Linked DNA regions of Mus musculus: regions 2 and 3 are each linked to region 1. The links are chromatin contacts, called in public HiChIP or PLAC-seq maps. All regions are on one chromosome and are shown on one strand. Each heading gives the region's core, a stretch centred on a gene start, on an enhancer-like site or on the middle of the called end of the contact. The rest is flanking DNA. Distances are from core to core; before and after follow the strand shown. Region 1 overlaps Foxo1 (forkhead box O1). Region 2 overlaps Gm30351 (a long non-coding RNA gene). Region 3 has its middle 49 kb from the start of Gm20750.

Evidence for each region. HiChIP or PLAC-seq counts read pairs in DNA pulled down with a chosen protein or histone mark.
Region 2: an H3K27ac HiChIP or PLAC-seq map of thymic regulatory T cells shows a contact between it and region 1, with 10 times the contacts expected there. The contact joins two enhancer-like sites. A contact is called at or near these places in 1 of 484 Hi-C or Micro-C datasets (bone marrow-derived macrophages), 4 of 115 datasets of contacts at active chromatin or transcription factors (double positive thymocytes, embryonic basal ganglia, embryonic stem cells and 1 more) and 1 of 9 other capture datasets (embryonic stem cells).
Region 3: a contact with region 1 is called in an H3K27ac HiChIP or PLAC-seq map of thymic regulatory T cells, with 8 times the contacts expected there. The contact joins two enhancer-like sites. A contact is called at or near these places in 3 of 115 datasets of contacts at active chromatin or transcription factors (double positive thymocytes, epiblast stem cells and thymic regulatory T cells).

The regions. Positions count from the first base shown.
Region 1 is chr3:52,296,531-52,300,061 of GRCm38.p6, reverse strand. All of the region lies in intron 1 of Foxo1 (forkhead box O1), which reads right to left. Among named protein-coding and RNA genes, the nearest start is that of Foxo1, 30 kb to the right of the region's middle. Within about 2 kb of position 1,876, at least 59 of the 459 cell types and tissues checked have an H3K27ac peak or open chromatin away from gene starts, as enhancers often do. A contact at or near this core is called in double positive thymocytes and thymic regulatory T cells, where this site is marked.
Region 2 is chr3:52,953,039-52,956,569 of GRCm38.p6, reverse strand. Gm30351 (a long non-coding RNA gene) reads right to left here. Exons shown (of 5, transcript XR_375652.4): 5 at 2,071-2,638. It overlaps Gm30402 (a long non-coding RNA gene), which reads left to right. Exons shown (of 3, transcript XR_867282.1): 2 at 1-231; 3 at 365-394. Among named protein-coding and RNA genes, the nearest start is that of Gm30402, 3.1 kb to the left of the region's middle. Within about 2 kb of position 1,824, at least 40 of the 459 cell types and tissues checked have an H3K27ac peak or open chromatin away from gene starts, as enhancers often do. A contact at or near this core is called in thymic regulatory T cells, where this site is marked.
Region 3 is chr3:52,876,921-52,880,451 of GRCm38.p6, reverse strand. No RefSeq gene overlaps it. Among named protein-coding and RNA genes, the nearest start is that of Gm20750, 49 kb to the left of the region's middle. Within about 2 kb of position 1,946, at least 81 of the 459 cell types and tissues checked have an H3K27ac peak or open chromatin away from gene starts, as enhancers often do. A contact at or near this core is called in double positive thymocytes and thymic regulatory T cells, where this site is marked.

The DNA of each region.
Region 1 (3,531 bases), core at 627-3,126:
GCAGACAACTGGACCTCACAGCGTTTCTGAATGAGGTCCTGCAGGACAGTCAATCCTCACAGCAGCTTTACTGCACAGAGAGAGTGACCTACACAACTCAAGGTCACCGGGACTGTAAAAGCTGTGAATTTTTACAGGAGCGCCATTTCACTTTATAAACAGACCCGGTAGAAAGAGGACATCAGATCTCCCTGTGATGTCATTTGGTTGTGACAGTGGCTACAAACTCCTGAGCAGGTAGTCAGGGTGCCTGGCCCCCAGCCTGCAAAGAGCAAGGCAGCACAATAGCAGCTCTCACTCACATCTGCTGGCCAGCCTTCCTTCCACCAACCTCGGCAGGCCACCACTGTCAACAACAAACTGAGGAGAGTCCAGTGAGCTAGCTACCAGAGACCTCCAACCCTCCCCATCCCTGCTGCCTTCCTACTGTGCAGGAAATGAGAGCCAGTAACTTTACCTAGTTCAGCTTCCTTTCTGAAACCCCTCCCCCTCTCAGCTGGAGAGCCACAGATAAGTAGCTGGGAGACCTACTTGGCAGTGTGAAGAAGTGTCTTCAATATGCTAGAAAACACTCTCTATATGTGGTAACTAAATAAGACAATGTTCTCCTGACCCTTTCCAGTTAACCCAGTGAGGCAGAGGCTCAACAGAGTATAGAACTGAGTTTCTGCGACAGTACCTGGCCAGTACCCACTACATCCTAAGTAAAGGAATATATAGAGCAGAGAAGATGCGTGTTCTTGGGAAGATTCTGCTGTGGCAAGGTCCCACCTCCTATGAAAAATAAAAATAACACTCCCCCCTCCCCCAAATGGATGGAACACGGAGCACAAACGTTGGGAAGACTGCACGAATGGTGAGGTGTATGCCGATGGGCTACGGGAAAGGCAGACACCATGTTCCAGACAGACAGAAGACCCGGGAAAGCCCCAAGTCGTGGGGAAGCCTGGCCTGACAAGTAAGCACAGAATATGCGGGGGGTTGGGGGGGAAACCTCTGCAGTCAGGCCCCAGAGAAAGGATGGAGCAAGGTCCCTTTGGTCCAGTGAGGGGATGGCATAGTGAGTACTGCTGGCAAGTAAGGTGGCATGGAGCAGGGGTAGCCATGGACAGGATGAGAGTCCAAAGGGATGTGTATGCATAGTCAGGTGCTACCCAGCACAGCTGCAGTGAACACCGGAGCACACGCATGGCACTGACTCACTGTGACAGCCTTATGACATCACAGCAGTGCCAGCTGCTTCTCCAATGACAAAATCAACATCCGTTTCTCATAACCTATCCTACTGTTGGGCAACGTATAGCCAAGATAAGATCATAGAATTTTCTGACAATTACCATATGCCTAGTCTTCCTTTGGAAAGATTAGTAAGTGCTTTTAGGTATCTGAAATATTTGCTCTAACTCCACAAAACAAGTACGTTTAGTTCATCCAATACTGCACACTCAGTAAAAACAAAACAAAACAAACACACGGAAAGGGACAGAAGCACCGCTGCTTACAGGAATCACAAAGAAAAAGACAAGACGTGTCATGACAAATGGGCTTGAGGTATAACTCAATGACAGACTGCTGCCAACCACATACAAGACCAAGGTTTAACTCCTAGCACCAAAAGATGAACAAAACTAAGCAGTTAAGGAAACCGTGAGGACCACAGAGGGTGTCTATACTGAGTTCTATGGAGGAAAGATGCAAAGTCTAATGAAAGACAGGAAAAGAAACTCAAGAAGTATAGATAGAGAACAAAATGCACGGAGGTTGCGGGATCAGGACACTCAGGGAGAAACAGAAACGGTGGTGTCCATTCAAGGGCCACACTGGGCAGCTGAACCTACTGCAGATGGAGATAAACAAGGCTGGAACGCAGGAAGAGGAAGACGCATCTCAGAGCTGTAAGGCAGCGTGGCAGGAAGAAAGCACAGCAGAAGTAAGACTTGGAAGTAGATCCAAGTAACAAAAACAACAAACACTACAAGGTGGTCTACACTAGGAGCCCGAAAGAGGAGGACAGATAAAGATGGGGCAGATAAGTAGTCTGTGCCGTGTGTAGTCTTAGGCCAGTGGGATTAGTGGGCAGTGGGCAGTTCTCATAGCAAATAGGCACGTCCATACTTGATTTTATTTTGGCACAAATTTGCTCACTTTACTACATCTCTCTTAACATTCAAGCACATATGTCTATCCCCATACCATCCTGCTTTACAAGTAACTGAGCAGGTATTTTTAGATGCTTTTCAAATCAAACATACTCTGGCACGTAGGGAAATAATCCATCCCTAGTGACTCAGAGGGGTAAACAGTTACTAAGGCTGTTTCAGAGCTCAAGCTTGTGCAATGAAGGAGGTTACTTGTCTGCAGTTGCTAGAAAACGAATCTACAGCCACATCAGGATGCACGGCCACAAGGCTGGAGGTGCCGAGATCCCGCCTCTCCTAACTTCTGTTTGTGAAAGGGAACAAGTTGTTGGAGAGTGCGAGATCTGGAGAGAGATCACACACACACACACACACGAACACACACGGGCAGGGGGGTGTGTGTCAAGTGACAGCACTGCACACTAAGAATGAAGTGGAAGGGTACCACCCCTGGGTACCTGTTAAAACCACTTGTGAAAAGAAGCCATTCTGCGGGCTCAGTGTTCAGACCAGGCGGCCACCAGAAGGGCTGTAAGTATGGCGTCTTGTGCTGATGGCACACAGCTTGAGGGACTGAAAGGTGTGGGCATCCACGTTCCTCGTGTTTTACCTTTCTTCTCAGTTGATTGAACCTGGTGCCGGCATGGTTTGTTTACCAGCAGTGTGTGTTTAAGGATCTGGATTTGATTAAGATGTTACAGAAACAGCAATGAAGGGTATTTCATCAGGGCAGGGGGAGGGAATGAAGTAGCAACCAGGTATTTCTGTTTAAACTAGAGGGTTTCCTTTGAAATTCCAGCCTAACTCCCTATACAATATGTAAGAATAACAAGCGAAATTGAACACTTGTGGCATCCTCTGGAGGGGAGGCTCTAGAGCGCATAGCTAAGTTCACAAAGAACAAAAAGGGTAGCTCACACACACCAGGCCTCGCTTCTTCAGAGGCAAAACAATCAGTATATAACATTCCTGCTAAGATGGCAGCGACTGGTGTTGCAGGTAAACTTTTCGAAGTATTTCCAGGCTTAGAGTAAGCCACACAGCAGACACACTAAACACACCGCTCGCTCAACCACTCCCTCACGCTCACCTTCACTCACTCCAGCTCCTACGGGCTGTCATCTATGCTGTAAAGCAGAATTTAGTGGTTGATTACGTAACGCTTAACAAAGATGAACACAAGGAGAAGACTGTCATCTCACTAATAGCAGGGAGAGCAAAAGACTTGAATCTGATTTTTAACTTGTACTTTTTAACTACTCCATGTTCTGCCCGTTATCTAAGAAGCAACTACCAGAGAGCTTCTCCAAATCAAGGGTATCTCAAAGATGTAAGCCTATACCAACCACCTTATCACATTACCACTGCTATCACGCCTATGTGGACAAATGAT
Region 2 (3,531 bases), core at 575-3,074, 660 kb before region 1:
TGCAACCGCTTCAGCCTGTGACTCTGGTATGGGCATCTCTGAGCCGTGCTCCTTGATGAGAGCGTGGGTGCCACGCTGCAGCAATGAAGGTAACTGACTGACGGGCCCTTCTGAGGCTCGGCCCCAACAGCAAGGCTGGAAAGACTGTGTCTAGGAAACATCTGGGCGTTGTCAGGATATGCAGCGGCACTTACAAAAGAGAACAGAACAAAAGAGCGCATACACTTTTAGGTATTTCTACCAATCTTTTTATTTTTTTAGTTATTTGCTGTTTTTTAATAGAAGAGGAAATTTTAGCAGGACTAAGCTTCATGCAATATTTTCTTCCTTAGTTATTTAAACTTTTTTTTTTTTTAACTTACAGAAATCCTTCCAATTACAGATCAAAGCACACGAAAAGAAACACTTCTAGAATCAAAACCAGGGTTAAGGGTAGGTAGAGGACGAAGGACTCTGTGGTTTGTTCAGCCTAGAGGAATGAAGGAAATGATATTTCAAAGTGAAGACTGAAGGGCAGAGCTCATCACCGTGGGACATAAATATGATATATTGTACAGTGAGGAGGAGGAGGATGCTGAGGTCAGGATAGAGCCACGTTGTGCCTCAACCATATACATCTCCAGTCAGGAAATCCTGCTTCGTGACAGCAGGAAATTCAAGAGCACTGGGAGGTTCCAACCTCAGTCCCAACTTCTCTGTGGTGCGAAGGGGGGTTGGGGGGTGGTGGCTATCACGCTGGGCAAAGGAAGCTCTGTGTATTCCAGGGAGAAGAAGGGAGGAAATTAGTTACCCAAAACAACTAGGTTCAGAGGCTCTGCTGCAGGGAGAAAAGCCCCCACATCCCACGAGATTTCAGGAAGCCGGTCCAGCCCTACTTAGCAGCATGAATAGGCAGAGGAAAGAATGTGAAGGCAGATAAAGAGGGCTGCCACAGCCCCAGCTGGGCCTGTTTAAATAAGTCTGGCATCGAATGGAAGATGAACAGGGAGGACTGGGGAAAGGCATGTGGCTCTTCACAATAGTGCCCCCCCCTCCGAACCTCCCCGCCCCGCAGCATTTTTTCTGAGTGGGCAGGGAGTAAGGAGTTGGTCCAGGGGTTAGATGACCCCACCCCACTAGGATGGTGGATCGGATGACCCGTTCACGATGAACCTGTAGCCTTCAACTTTGTGATAGTGACATTTCAAACAGTGAAAGTGAGAGTGGTTTCTGAAAGTGCTCTCAGGAAGATCCACTCTCTGCCCTCTCTGCCCGCTGACTTAAGGACTCCACATTCTGGAGGTGACACTGAACTTGACACTCATGACTATGCTGTCCACTTGTTGTTGGAATCAAGCAGACGCTTTTACGAGTTGATACATTTCTATAATGCCTCTGTGGCAAACAGAAGACTGGTGGAAACCATCTCCCATTCATAATTTACCAACTGCATGTTCTGAAGAAACCATTGTATTTAGAAGGCACACAATGACTGCGACATTTAACGTTATTCATCATGATGCGCGAACCCCAACAGATCGTTTACTGGAAAGTATTTTGAGAAATTTACAGATGGGAAATGGCAGGCACCACAAGTCTGCTGGGTCTCTGCCCATTCTTTTCAAAGGTAGGAAATGTCCCTTTTCTTTGTGATATTGGCTCACCACTCTGTGAACCGGAGTGAGTAGACTGGGTCAAAGGTGAAGGGAGCGGAGCGAGCAAAAGTGTGTGGGTGATTACTGCACACGGGCCTCCTTCCAGGCAAGGTGGTCAGGTTGATCTCAGCACAGTACTCTCCCTCTCTCTGCCAAGAGGATGCGGTTAATTGGATTGGCAGATGTGGGAGGAACTGACGCTAGCAGATCATTTAACCAAATGCTTTAGTGTTTAACTGGATTCTCTATCAAGTGGTGTGCATCTACGCGTGCAGTCATTCTCACAACAAGCTTATAAGGGTTAGCCCATTTTACAGAAGAGAAACCTCCCAGCAATTTTGCTTTAGGACACAGAGGTATTAAGACACATAGTAAGATTTATAGCAAATGCCTGACTTAGTTCCCCCCTTTAGATTTTAAAATATATTTACTTAAGGTTATTCATCCATGGGCATATATTCATTTAAAGATGGGATTGGCAGTCCGTAGGTAAGCTTCCCGTGGAATTCCTTGTGTTGGGGAGGGAACTGGAGAGAAGGTGCATTTATGTGGACTCTTCTCAAAGTGCCACGCCCAGCGTTTTCTCCCACCGCAGTGGCTCTTCTAAAGACCATACAGATTGAAAATCCTACTGCTCCTTCTATCTTTACCTGGTCCCTTCAGATGGTCCTGGGTAAAACTTTATTTCAGCTCTCACTGTGAATACTCAGGATTGTGAACCCTTCAAAGCAGAAAATCCCACCATCAGGAAAATTATATTTGATGTTTGCTCCTGTTTGGACCACCCTGTGGCTGCCACTGCCTCTGCTGATGTCATCATCATCATCATCATCATCATCCTCTTGTGACCTGTGTAGGACCTGTGCTTCTGGAGCCATTCCAGAGATGGGAGGTGGTGATGACGATGTCTTGGAAACCTCTGGTCAGAAGCTTGGCTTTATATAGAGTGTGGCCAGATGGCTTTGTCATCTGCCTTATCCACAAGTCTCCATTTGATAGGAATTCTGTGAAGTATAAGCCAAAAGGAAATTCAGATTAACTCTGCAGATAGTCAACAGAGAGAGAGACAGACAGACAGGCAGACAGACAGAGACAGAGAGACAGAGAGAGAGACAGAGACAGACAGACACACACATAGAGGGAGAGACAGAGATAGACACACAGACTGAGAGACAGAGAGAAACAGACAGACAGACAGACAGACACAGGGGTAGGGAATGCAAGGATGCTGTGAAGGTTAAGAGAATGGACGTACACCTGGCACTGAACGGTGTCTGGCAGCATTACATGTCGGCTGTTATTGTCACTGATGTTTTAATGTGTTGCTTTCTGAAGATTTGGCTGTAAATAATTAAAGGACATGTGATCTAAAAAGATGTCTTAAAGTCCCATTTACTGAGCCATTTTTCTTTGTCATTCTTTTCTCTTACGTCCTTATTCTCTCCGTCCTTACAAAGGTAGTTTCTTCAGTCAGCAAAGATACTCTCATGCAGAGGACAAATAACGTGTCCACGCTTGGGGCCACTGATTTTAAAATGTGACATTATAAACCGGTAATGTTCACTATCAAATACTCAGGGATACCAGAGAATGAGTAGCAAAAGCCAGCCATTTGTAGTGATGCAGTTTTGAGGGGCAAAAATCAGAATGCCTTGAAGAAGTGAAGGTAGTCAGCGGGGCCTGTGAAATATCACCACGCAGATGCATTGTACGAACAGAACTGATAGAACACTGAGGTATTTCTGAGAACCACACAGTCTTTCTTGGCTCTAGGTGAGGTTAACTTGGGTGTGGGAGAAGTAAGCTCCCAGCAATATGACCGAGCCAACGCCAACACCACCCTGAGTGAGTGGCTTCTGGGCACTTGTCTCCTGGATTTGAAGAATGAAATTCTCAG
Region 3 (3,531 bases), core at 697-3,196, 580 kb before region 1:
CTTACATCTCACACAATATCCCACTTCCACAAGGTCCTCGCCCCACAACCTCCCTCTCCTCCCTTCCCTTTGCCTCTATGAGGGTGCTCCCCCACCCATGTACCCTCTCCACCCCTCCAGCATCCCCCTACACTGGGGCATCAAACTCCACAGGCCTCCCCTCCCATTGATGTAAATTAGTAATGAATAAATAAAATTCCCAGGATCACAAGAGAGGCAAGTTCCTCTAGGTCTCTGCCCTGAGCGGGGCATGTTTATCATGGAAAAACTTGTAGCCCCTCTTGGAAGAGGCAGACTCAAGAGACACGACTTTCTAAAAACCCATTTGATGAGGGGGGCTTATTGAAATGTTTTTAAAAATTACCCGAAGGAGTCTGTTCTTTTCTGTTCATATCCACGACTGAGCATGTTTCCAGAGTCAGCTATAATTCAGGGAGAAATGAGTGACTTGTCAAAATAGCCTAGCGCATGCTCAGTATGCTCAGTGGAGGGGAGCAGACAGACAGCACCTGCTGCTGAGACACAGAGCTGTTGGCTTGTCCCTGCCAGATTTAAAGTTCACCCTGCTTTGTAATTAGAGAAAGCAAGGCTCGGACCATTTCTACATCATACAGCTAAGCAGAAGTCTTCACGACTCTCCACTCTGGCCCCTTGCCATCTACAGTCAGAGCAGAGCCTCCTTCAGCCATCGGCGATCCTGCGCACACTGATGGCTTCATACCGTGAACCACTCCGATATTCATGCCCCTGCTGTATATGAGTTATTAATAAAATGATGCCATTAAGCTGAAGTGTACTTTAATTTTTCATTAAATAGAAACAAGGACCCAAAGAAGTTTGCTCTGATTTCCCTTCCCATTCAGGTTAAGAATCTATGTTAGTTTTTTTTTTTTTTTTTTTTTTCTCTGTGACAAACGTGGTACCAAATGGGAAATCATGAACATTTACTCCACCTCCTGAGGTCCCAATGATGAATGGAGGCACAATTCCACTAAGGTTTGCTTATAGGAGCCAATGAGCTTCATGGGCTTCCAGACAGAGAGTAGGTGAGGGTTTCCTTATAGGGCTGTGGGTGCTTCTCTGCCCAAGGGGAAACGTGAGGAAAGCTCTCACCCTGTAAGGAAGAGAGCTCCCCATGACTCATAGATGGAGACCATTGTCCATTGTCGTCTCCAGTCTGACTGCTTTAGCTTCTCCCTGAGACCAAAGTTTCATACAGCAGATGGTACTAGGTGGTAATACCTAGTGACCCTCCCTACCCATCCATGATGATGTCTAAACAGCTAACAAACCCAGCTGGGATACCCTAGCTCCCCAAGATGGTGGCTGCTTGGCTTCGAAGACAGTCCCACACAACAGGCAGGTACCCAGAAGGCAACCTAATTTAATGTTGTCCCATGAGAACGCTAACACCGGAAACTTCAAGAAAAAGAAAAATCACAGCGCTGGTTAAATGCTGAACCAGGACTCAGGAGCCAGATAACCGGTCATCAGCTCCATCGTTCTTCCTACAAAACAAACTGCGCTTGGTGAAGGTGTTTTAATTGTTTCATACTAATACGTTTAAAGAGCTAAGGCAGCTTTAAAGAATAAGTAGGCTACAAAGGGCCTTTTTAAAAGGTTGCACACGGTGTCACTTCTAATATAAGCATAAAAGTTTAACAATTAAGTGCATTTCTTCCCAGAGGAGAGGCAAGGAAGGGTAACCATGCCCATTCTGTAGTCTGTTGCAATTCCCCAATCAAAACCACAAAGCCATGTAACGGAACTAGAAAGAACTCCAGAGCCCTGAGTGGCTGCCAAACATGAAAATGGGTTTAGAGAACAAGAGCTGGAGGTGGGGGAGGTGACTCAGAGACCCAGTACCCTTCCTCAGTTGCAGGCCAGTTCAGCCCTTCATCAGATAAGAACGTTTTTACGCACAATGGGCCAATTTACCTCACACAGGAAAGCCTGTAGCTGGGTTCAGCCCACCACTTCCTGTGGGAGTCAGCAAAACAGCCTCAACCCTTCCATGCCTTTGACCAAAATACATCCAAGACCTCAGAGGAGGCCTCTCTGCTCATCCTGCTTATTTAGTGGGAGGAGACCACAGTCAGCCTCCTGGCAGTCATGAGGATGGGAATGTCCAATCTTCAGGTGTGCTTTTACTGTGTGCCCACACAGGAGATTATATGTGTGCATATACCCGTGTGCACCTGTGTAGGAAGACTTAAACATTTGGAGGGCGGGGTGGGGTGGGGTGGGGTGGAGAGAACTCACTGCTTTATTCATACAAGTTAATTCTTCGCAGTTACAATATTTCCTGCAGTTTAAACAGCAGCCCACAAACACTGTAGCCGATCCCCACACCCGCTGGAGCTCATCCCCCTCCTCCCTCCCTGTGGTTATCCTGGTCTCTTCTGGACTCTGCATTCTGGGATGCAGGGAAACACACTTCTTTCTAATATATTTTCCTAGGGAGAGAAAGGTGTAGGGCGGATGCTTATCAAAACTCGCTGTCTGGATTTCGTTCTAAGGCAAAGTCAAATGGCAAAGAAGGACAGATGATACAATGTCATTCGGCTTACTTGGAAGCAGCGTCCAAACAACCTAAGGCTATGATTATCTCCAGACTTGAACCCTCTCTTCCTTTCCCTGTTTCCCTCACATCCTAAACATTCCAGCATTGTTAGAAGATCTCAAAGTTTCTCTCCTAGGGGACCACTATCCCAAACTATGATGGCTAGTGTGGATTATTAGGTTGACCCAGTCTCAGAAAACCCTGGAAGAGAATAACAGTGAAGGAGTATCTAGATTTGGTTAGACTGTGGTTGTGTCTATAGATTATCTTGATTATGCTAATTGGTGTGGGAAGACTTTCACCGTGGGCGGCTCCATTCCCTAGGAAGGCTATTTTGAACTGTGTGAGAAGAGCTACCTGAGCACCAGCAAGCACGAAAGTGTGCTATGACCAGCTGCCTCAAGTACCTCTTACCTTGACCTCCTTGGCAATGGACCATAACCTGGAATTGTGAGTCAAATAGGTATTTTCTCCTTTAAGTCGATTTTTCTCAAGGTATTCTATCACAGCAACAGGAAATGAAACTGAGACACAGGCCATTAAGAAATTCTTTCATGCCATTGCCCTTTGTGTTGTCTGTACAGGTCTGCGATATGAATAGGAAAGCTGCTGTCTCCTCTCATTCAAATCCTGTATCCCAAAGCATTCTGGCATGGCTCATCACTAAATCTGTTCAGAGGGCTCCCTTGCCCCACTTAGCCCAGCACCACTGATGTGAGAACCATAGTTCTAGATGCAAAGTTTATTTGGTCAACTGAGAGCCCCCAGAGTTTTGTTCTTACAAAAAGGAAGTTCACCCCCATGGGTGATTCTAGGCCAAGTCTAAGATTATACAGAGGGATAAAGGATAAATTGTTCTAAGAATTGAGTCCTAGTGTTGAAACAGCATGCCTGTTACCCACAGTGTTGGAAAGGAAAAAAATATCTAGATCTATGGCTGCAGCTTTGTGTATAACAAAGGCAGATTA